Regions from separate parts of the Sus scrofa genome. Here region 1 is linked to region 2. The links are chromatin contacts, called in public Hi-C maps. All regions are on one chromosome and are shown on one strand. Each heading gives the region's core, a stretch centred on a gene start, on an enhancer-like site or on the middle of the called end of the contact. The rest is flanking DNA. Distances are from core to core; before and after follow the strand shown. Region 1 overlaps PTK7 (inactive tyrosine-protein kinase 7). Region 2 holds the start of DNPH1 (2'-deoxynucleoside 5'-phosphate N-hydrolase 1).

Region 1 (4,452 bases), core at 947-3,446, 61 kb before region 2:
GTGCTGATGTGGGAAGTGTTCACCCACGGGGAGATGCCCCATGACGGGCAGGCAGACGATGAAGTGCTGGCAGGTGGGCAGCTGTATTTCTGTGGGACAATTCCAAATGTTGTCTAGGTGGATGGCTTGCCGAGGGTCCCTGGGCCAGTTCAGCCTACCTCCCCTCAGGGCTGCCATTACCAGCTACGTGGAGAGGGCCACTCTAGCCATTAGATGACTGGAACACCATCATCCTGGTGGGTGAAAAGCCCTCGCCCGCAGGGCTCACTTCAGCCACTCTGATGCTGCTTATTGACCCTACTTCAGCGCCTGGCATTGGCTGCTTCTTGTGCTGCGTGGACCCTGCCCCCACCAGCCACAGAGGGGTGTTCGCTTCTTTTGGTTCCAAGATATTTGCCATAAACTCCTTCTTTTTTATTTTTATTTTTATGTTTATTTTCCCACTGTACAGCAAGGGGATCAAGTTATCCTTACATGGATACATTACAATTACATTTTTTTCCCCACCCTTTGTTCTGTTGCAACATGAGTATCTAGACAAAGTTCTCAATGCTATTCAGCAGGATCTCCTTGTAAATCTATTCTAAGTTCTGTCTGATATATAAACTCTTTCTTAAGTCCTGCTCCCCAGCACTGGCCAGCACCCTCACCTCCGAGTCTCCCTCACGTGGCCACCTGCGGGAATGGCAGGCTCCACAGATTATTGGACGGGAGTGGTTAACTGTTTTGACAAGACCCTCTTCCCACCATCCTTCTGCAGATTTGCAGGCTGGGAAGGCCAGACTCCCGCAGCCTGAGGGCTGCCCCTCCAAGCTCTACCGGCTGATGCAGCGCTGCTGGGCCCTCAGCCCCAAGGACCGGCCCTCCTTCAGCGAGATCGCCAACGCCCTGGGAGACAGCTCTGCGGACAGCAAGCCGTGAGGAGAGAGCCCAGGCAGGCTGTGCCTCAGGATGGCGTGGGCAGAGGAGGACCTCCTGAGGGGTGCCCGCAGCATGATGGGCAAGAATCCCGTCCTCCCGGGCCCCAGGGGCCCCGCCCTGGCACCGCAGGCACTGCTGAGGTCTGGCAGGGCCTGGGCTTTCTCCTTTTTCCTCACCCTCTGCCCTCGGGGAGGTGGATTCAGACCCAGACTGGGTGACTGGGGCCTCGGGCTGAGCAGCTTTCTCTGCCACCCTTTTCCCCATCAGGGACAGTGTGGGTGCCTCAGGTAACTCCAGTTTCTGGCCTGGGTCTCCTCCCCATGACCAGGTCCAGTTCGCCACTCACCTGCCAACTTCATCCAGGGCGGGCTAGGCTGGAGGTGAGCTGGGTTGGGTATAGGTCCTTAATCTACTCAAGTTCCTGGATCGTTCTGGCCCACGGGGCCCACTCTGGGATCTGCACTAGGATCACGGAGGACCCAGCCAGTGCGTCCTCCGTGCGTGGACTTGTACCCTCCCACTCCGACCCAGACCCATGCCCCCTCCCTACCCTTCTCTCCTTTTCTCATCCTAAGTGCCTGGCAGATGAAGGAGTTTTCAGGAGCTTTTGACACTATATAACCCGCCCCTTTTGTATGCACCGCGGGGCGGCTTTTGTATGTAATTGCAGCGTGGGGTGGGAGGGCCTGGGAGGTAGGGGTGGGTCCTGGAGGAGATGGGAGAGTGGGCCGCCTCTGCCTCACACCTTTATTGATGTTCTTGTTGTTTGTTTTTGGGTTTTGTTTTTTTTTTTTTGGTTTTTTTTTTTTTTTACACTCGCTGCTCTCAATAAAGAAGCCTTTTTTACAGCCCGCTTCTGATGTCCATTCCTTACCATTGCCCAGAATGATGTGCCTTCTTCCCTCACTTAGCAGAAGGGGCCACGTGCCTTCCTAGAGTCTGGAGGGGCTGGACCCTCCGCTGGCTCGTGGAGCAGTTGAGGATGTGGGCCTGGAGGAGGCGAGGCCACCTCCTGTTTCCTGTGACCCTGATGCCAGCGAATTATTCTCCACTGGCTGGCCTGGTGCTCCGGCTCAGGTGGAAGCACAAGGAGGTGACTAGTTAGAGGAGGACTGAGGACTTAACTGATACAGTCATGTCTCTGAATCCCTTGAAGACTAAGAGGGTGATGGAAATAATGGAACTGAACAAAGATGCGCTTAATGCCACACGCGCCAGGGCTCTCAGCCCTCTGCTGGTTTCGTTCCTTCCTCTTCGTTAGCCAGACCTCGTGTCATCAGCTGTCCTCTCTGCCTTATAGTAACTTGAGCACAGTTCCCCTCACCTCTGGAATTGCTTTAGTTCTTTCTGTTCCTCACCAGATTTCTTAGTCATGAACATACCAGCTAATGTTTATGAAATACTCGCTCTGGGAGTTCCTGCTATGGCAGCTGTGGCTCAAATTCAGTCCCTGGCCTGGGAACTTCCATATGCTGTGGGTGCAGCCCCAAAAACCCCCCAAAAAACCAAAAAGCACCTCATTCTGTACCTGTCACTTTGCTGAGCACCTAAGGTGAATTATCTCATTGAGTTTCTGCCACTACTCTTTTAGCCAGATCTCATTGTTCGCATTTCACAGATTAGGAAATCAAGGCTTTTTTTTTTTTTTTTTTGAAACTGAAGCTTAGGGAGGCCAGGTTGTTTCCCCAATGTTGCACAACTGGTAAGTGAGCCTCTCTTGTAGATATACAGTATGGTATGTCCCTCAGGTGTGTCGGAGTGAAAAAAAAAAAATCAACTAGGAACAATTTCTTGGGAATTCTCATTGAAATGAATCCGACTAGGAACTATGAGGTTGCAGATTCGATCCCTGGCCTCACTCAGGGAGTTAAGGATCTGCTGTTGCCATGAGCTGCGGTGTAGGTCACTGATGTAGCTCGGATCCTGCATTGCTGTGTCTCTGGTGTAGGCCAGCAGCTGTAGCTCTGATTGGACTCCTAGCCTGGGAATCTCCATATGCTGCAGATGCAGCCCTAAAAAGCAAAAGAAACACAACAATTTCTCTAGAGCAATGCCTTTCAAACTGGGTTGTAACCAGTATTTTTAAAAAATGAAACATGGAGTTCCCTTTGTGGCTCAGTGGGTTAGTGTCTGTGAGGATACGAGTTCTATCCCTGGCTCAGTGGATGTTGGCTGTGGCTGTGTCAGAGGCCAGCAGCTGCAGCTCCAATTCCACCCCTAGCATAGAAACTTCCATATGCTGCAGGTGCAGCCGTAAAAAGAAAAAAAAATTTTTTTAATTGAAAAATAAAAAAATAAATGAAATACAATAAAAACTATCAAAGTAGACGGTATACCTTAAGGGTAGATAATTGTTTTGCAAAATTTTGTTATATTTGATATGTATTTGTGTATGTTAGCTTATATATTAGTTATTTGAGTGCTGCTACTGCATAACAACCCCAAAAATCTCGGTCACTTACAACAACCATTTATTTTTCTCACTCACAGATCTGCAAGTTGGTCTTGGCTGGACTTAGCTGATTCACCCGGGCTCGGCAGCAGACCATGGGTCTGTCTTGGGTCTAATCTGCCGGCCCCAGAGCAATGCTCTAGTTCTAGAGCACAAGAAGTCCAGCCAGATCTTGTCAGCACATTTAAAAGCATAAGTTGGAGTTCCCATCATGGCTGAGAGGAGACAAATCTGACTAGTATCCATGAGGATACACGTTCGATCCCTGTCCTCACTCGGGTTAAGGATCCTGCGTTGCCATGAGCCATGGTGTAGGTCATAGACACGGCTTGGATCTGGCTTTGCTGTGGTTGTGGTGTGGACTGGCAGCTGCAGCTTGGATTTGACCCCTAGCCTCAGAACCTCCATATGCCTCGGATGGGGCCCTAAAAAGACAACAAAGTAAATAAATAAAAGCAGCAGTGTATTAACATTTTATGAGCCAAAGTAAGTATCATGTCAACACCCAATATCAGGAGTTCCCTGGTGGCTCAGGGGGTTAAGGATCCAGCATTGTCACTGCTATGGCGAGGGTTGCTGCTATGGCAAGGGTTCAATCCCTGGCCTGGGAACCTCTGCATGCCATGGGCATGGCCAAAAAAAACCAAACCAAAACAAAAACAAAACACTAATATCAGCACCTGCAGGATGTGAGAGCGAAGGATGTGGCTGTCTAATTCTAACACAAGGTGTGAAAATTAGGAGCTATAATCCAGTTCACCCCAAGTTGCAATGTAAAAATGATTTCCTGCTGTGGGTTGTATCCAGAAGTATTGCAAGGCACTGCTCTAGAAGGTCATTAGTCACTAAGCCTCTTCTCACTCCTGGTCTTCCTCAACCACTCTGCGGTGGCTGATGCTGCTGGCCCCATCTGCCTTTTTGACTCTCCTCTCTTGCCTTTGATGACGGTATGCCGCGTCCACCTTCTCTGACCAGCCCTTCCCCAGCCCTGGTTGTGGCTTCCTTCTCCTGCCTGCCCCAGAGATGGCTATCCTCCTGGATTCTGTCCCTGGCTGCCTTCTCTCAACCTTCTCAGCCTT
Region 2 (4,926 bases), core at 202-2,701:
ATTAGGTCGCACAAACCTAAATCTGCCCCTAAATGGGGCAAGGGAAACACTTAAGGTTTTCTGAGAAGTACAAGAATTCTGGCGCCATTTCCTAAGTAGAAAGCTGTCCAGAAACCAAGCCAACCCAGCAGAACGAGCAGGATGCATTAGTAACAGCCCAATCAGGGGGCCTGGGAGGGACGGTGGTCTCAGGAACAGGGGTCCCCGGGTCTGAGGGAGGGCTGATACCTCCACGCCAAAGAGGGGTAAAGGCAGGTGAGCTTCGTTCTCTATAGGAGGGATGTGCAGCCAGGCGAGGCCCACTCCCATTCAGCTGCTCCCTACAAACGCGTCTGGAAAGAGCCCAAGAAAGTTCTCCAAAAAGGAACCAAAGGGGAGACTAACTGCATGGGAGGAGTGGGCTCACAGGGCCGGTGCATTGCGACGTACACGCCATCTGACCCCGGGCCCTTTCCTTCTCGGGCAGGGGCGCTGCCGGAAGCACTCAGCAGGAGGGGGGCCAACGCCCGGACCCGACACCGCCGGCGCCCTCCCCTTGGCCCGCGCCCGGCGGCCTCACCGCGCGCGCTCAGCTCGGCTGCGGCCACGTGTTCCGTAAGCACAGCCCCAAAGCGCCGCAGCCGCGACACGATCCGCCCGTACAGTGCCTGGTCCTCGCGTCCTCCACGGATGCTCCCGCAGAAATACAAGGCCCGACGAGCCGGTTGGGGCTTCTGCCCGGGCCCCGGGAGATCCCCACCCTTCAGCGCTCCAACCACTGGTGTCGCCTCTGCGGCCATCACGCTGCCCTGTGCCCCCTCCCCCTCACGTGACCAGGCCCAGCCCCGCCCCCGGCTCGGCTGGGGTCTGTGAGTGACCACACCTTTGAAACGAAGGCGCGCTAGGCAGACACAGCTGGGAGCTCACCTACTCCCGGTACTTCTTTAACTTGTCCAAGCGGGAGGAAAGGTCCTCCCATCTCACCCACTGCTCCTGGCAGCCCTCCACCCCAGGAAAGCCCGTTTCTGCCGATGGCGACTCATTCCTCTCAACTGTTCACCCCCCACCGTCCCGACCTGGAAGACATTCTTGACTCTTCATCAAACCCTACGTCCTACCCGACCACAGCTTCCAGCGGCGCTCCTCTCCAGTCATAGACTCACATGCACACCTGTTAGGAACCAGCCTTGGATCCTGGTAAATTGGCCCCTGACGCAGAAAAGCCAATTTACTGCCACCTCGTGGTGGTGAAGGGAAGTGGAGCCATCATGCACCGCGCTAAGCAGGACCTCAAAACATGAAAAACCCCACCCTGGGGTTAAGGAAAACATTTTTAAAGGCCAGGTGAGGGGGGCGGGGGACGCCCCAGGGTGTAGGATCAGCTCTTGAGTAATTGCCTGATTGGCCAAGGCGAGGTAGGCAACAGGGCGCGGTGCCCCAGGAGTTAACATCGTCAATCCTTAGGAGCCAGACGCTGGGGGTGGGGGGGCGTTACCTGCTCAGGATCATCAAGTAGTCAATTTCTTCCACGTGCTGGTGGTTTAGAATCTGTAAAACAACGCAGGAAACGCGCAGCAGATACGATTATCCAGCGAGGAGCTAAATCAGAGCCTATGGGTATGGGGAGAGGCCTGTCCAGGGAAAACCCCCTCTGGGTCCTGCCTGGTCACACACCCACCACCTCCACTCAGCCACCCTCCTCCAAGCCTCCACTCCCTCTCTCAGCAGCGTCCTCACAGGCTCCCCACTTTCCTGCTACACAGTCTGGTCTCCTGCAGGGTGACCCTGGGAACACTCATTGCTTAGGCCTTGACCCTCCTCAGCCAAACCCTCCAAGGGCTCCCATCTCACGTGGGGTCACACCCAACCCCCCACAGGGGCCCATCAGCCCCACAGGCTCTGGTGACCCTCTCACTTCTCTCGTCCCAGGGCCATTAGCTCACTGACTTCTCTGCAGCCACTCTGCCTTCCTGGCTGTTCCTCAGGCAAGCTGGTCGTGCTCTTGTCTCCGATCCTTTGCCTCTGCTGTGCCCTGCAGCCTTTTGTTCCTCAGAGCTCCCTGGTCACGTGCTCACCTCCTCCAAGGCTGTTCAGGTCATCTTCCCTGACCCCCTTCTTCCAGAGGGCAGTCCCCCACCCCACCCCCTCCTCTGCCTTGTCCTTTCTCCTCCCCTGTACCAAATTGTTTATTATTATTATTATTTTGGCTGTGCTCCTGAAATGCACAAGTTCCCGGGCCAGGGATCCAACCCAAGCCACAGCAAGTACCCACGCTGCTGCAGTGACAATGCCAGATCCTTAAGCCGCTGGGCACGAGGGGACGCTTAATAAATTAATTTTGTTCTATGTCTTTCTATACTCGGTAGAATCTAAGCCCCCAGGAGGGCAGGGATTTTCATCTGTTTGTTCACTGCTGTATCCTCAGCTTTCAGAACTGTGCCTGGCATGTAGGAAACACTTATCACCTATGTCCTGAATGAATGAGTGGGTGCAGAGAGAAGCGGCTTTTGAAGGCACCTTCTAATCTGCTCAAGCAAGGTCTTGGGGGAGACACACCATGGCTCGCTGCTCATCACAATGATTCCCCCTCATTTTATGGTGAAAATGAAACAAATTTAGAACCAGACGTTCAAGTGGAACAAGAGAGCACGCAGTGCAAAGGAAGCCTGAGAGCCCAGTTCCATATTCCAGAGGAGCCTCCGTCCGTGGTGTCCCATGAATTCTTCCTGATTAACTGTGAAGTACCAAAACCGTGAGGTGACAGAGCAAACACAGTAACAACTTTTAAAAATGCAAAGACACACAGAGAAGGCAAGGAGGCCTTAGACCATCTCTGTCCTCTGATGGGCCCAGCTCCAAAGACGGGGACCAAGGGGCAAACGTGTGTGTGCTCAGCTGTGCACCAGGGCCCCGGGCACCTTCTCACTCCCAGTCACACGTGCATCCTTAGGAGGCCCCTCAGGTGCCAGGCTCCCTCGATGGGCAACCCCCCCTCCCGCCATCACACCTTCCTCTGGTTCTTGCCACAGTGAGGATCTCACCTGCACATATAAACATGGAGCATCTTGTTTCTCACTCTGAGACCTTAAAAAACAAAAAGCCAGCTTCCATGTCCTTAGGGCCCACACTTCCAATGGGGCTTCCCCTTCTTTCTGCGTTAGGATGAAGGAGAAGGAGGAAAAAGCATATTTTGTCTATCTCCAGATGGGACACAAGGGCCCGTGTTTGGTTCTGTGACCACAGTTGAGTTGGATGTGGATGCAGAGCCAGTCATGGCTGGCAGCTCAAATCCTCTGCTCAAGGCAGAGAGGCCTGAGTTGGGCGGGGCACCAAGTGATGGGATGGGGGTGGTGCGAGGATAGTGAGTGGACTGGTGTATTTTTATTTTTTATTTATTTTTTTGTCTTTTTGCCATTTCTTGGGCCGCTCTCGTGGCATATGGAGGTTCCCAGGCTAGGGGTTCAATTGGAGCTGTGGCCACCGGCCTACGCCACAGCCACAGCAACGCGGGATCCGAGTTGCATCTGGGACTTTTCACCACAGCTCACGGCAACACCAGATCCTTATCCCACTGAGCAAGGCCAGGGATCGAACCGCAACCTCATGTTTCCTAGTCGGATTTGTTAACCACTGCGCCACGACGGGAACTCCCTGGTGTATTAAATTTATATGCTAGTAGAGAGAGCAGAAGACTACATATTGTATGATTGCATTTACATCAAATGTCCAGAAAAGGCATATTTAGAGATACAGAAAACAGACTAGTGGAAGGCTGAGGGGAGTAGAAACTGATTACAGAGCCCCAAGGAAAATTTTCAGGGTAGGAACATATTCTAGAACCGAACTGTAGTGATGATTGCGCAACTCTACAATTTACAACTTATTATTAAATTGTACCCTTACAACTGGCAAATTTTATTGATATGTATATTATTTCTCATGAAGCTTTTTTTTTAGGGCCACACCTGTGGCATATGGAGATTCCCAGGCTAGGGGTCTAATTGGAGCTACAGCTGCTGGCCTACACGACAGTCACAGCAACATCAGATCCGAGCCGCATCTGTGACCTATGCCACAGCTCACGGCAACGCTGGATCCTTAACCCACTGAGCGAGGCCAGGGATTGAACCTGCAACTCCATGGTTCCTAGTCAGATTCGTTAACCACTGAGCCACGATGGGAACTCCCTTACTCATTTTTTACATGCCTTTTAAGCCTCTTTTAATCTATTGCTTTGGGGATTTTTTTTTTTTTTTTTTTGGCCTTGCCTGCAACATGGGGAAATTTCTTTTTCTTTTTTTTTTTTTTTCTTAAAGTATAGTTGATTTGCAATGTTTCTTCAAGTTCTGTTGTACAGCAAAGTGACCCAATCACCATATGGAATTTCTGGGGCCAGGGATTGAACCCTTGCTATAGCAGTGACCCAAGCCACAGCAGTGACAATGCCAGATCTTTTTTTTTTAATTAATTAATTTTTTGCTCTTTAGGGCTGCACCCACCGCATATAGAAGTTCCCAGGCTAGGGGGTGAATTGGAGCTACAGCTGCCGACCTCGGCAAGAGCCACAGCAACAGCAGATCTGAGCCTTGTCTGTGACCTACACCGCAGCTCAGAGCAAAGCTAGATCCTTAAACCACTGAACGAGGCCATGGATTGAACCCACATCCTCACAGATACCTGTTGGGTTCATTACTGTTGAGCCCCAACAGGAACTCTGCCTGATCTTTAACCCACTGAGCCATCAGGGAACTCCTGGGGATACATTTTTTTTAAAGCTTGTTTTTTATGAAACACTCAGTGGGCCTGAAAGGAGCTACAAAGAGGAGTGAAGAAGAGTCTGAGAACTGAGCCTCTGGTTGGCTTGGGCAGGGCCAGAGTTAGGTCAAGAACAGAGGTCCAATCAATGTCATTTAGGGATGCGGGAAGGGTGGAGAGATTCAGAGAAAG

The links. Hi-C and Micro-C count contacts between places; a contact is called where the count stands out from the background.
Region 1: a Hi-C map of alveolar macrophages shows a contact between it and region 2, with 2.6 times the contacts expected there. The contact joins the enhancer-like site here to the promoter of DNPH1 in region 2. A contact is called at or near these places in 1 of 5 promoter capture datasets (liver), 12 of 47 Hi-C or Micro-C datasets (alveolar macrophages, blood, epiblast stem cells and 5 more) and 1 of 2 datasets of contacts at active chromatin or transcription factors (alveolar macrophages).

Annotation. Positions count from the first base shown.
Region 1 is chr7:38,203,890-38,208,341 of Sscrofa11.1, forward strand. It overlaps PTK7 (inactive tyrosine-protein kinase 7), which reads left to right. Exons shown (of 20, transcript XM_005666019.3): 19 at 1-73; 20 at 761-1,773. The coding sequence ends at 921. Among named protein-coding and RNA genes, the nearest start is that of SRF, 7.2 kb to the right of the region's middle. Within about 2 kb of position 2,197, at least 1 of the 83 cell types and tissues checked has an H3K27ac peak or open chromatin away from gene starts, as enhancers often do. A contact at or near this core is called in alveolar macrophages, where this site is marked.
Region 2 is chr7:38,265,910-38,270,835 of Sscrofa11.1, forward strand. DNPH1 (2'-deoxynucleoside 5'-phosphate N-hydrolase 1) reads right to left here and starts at 1,452. Exons shown (of 4, transcript XM_021098744.1): 1 at 1,151-1,452. The coding sequence starts at 1,430.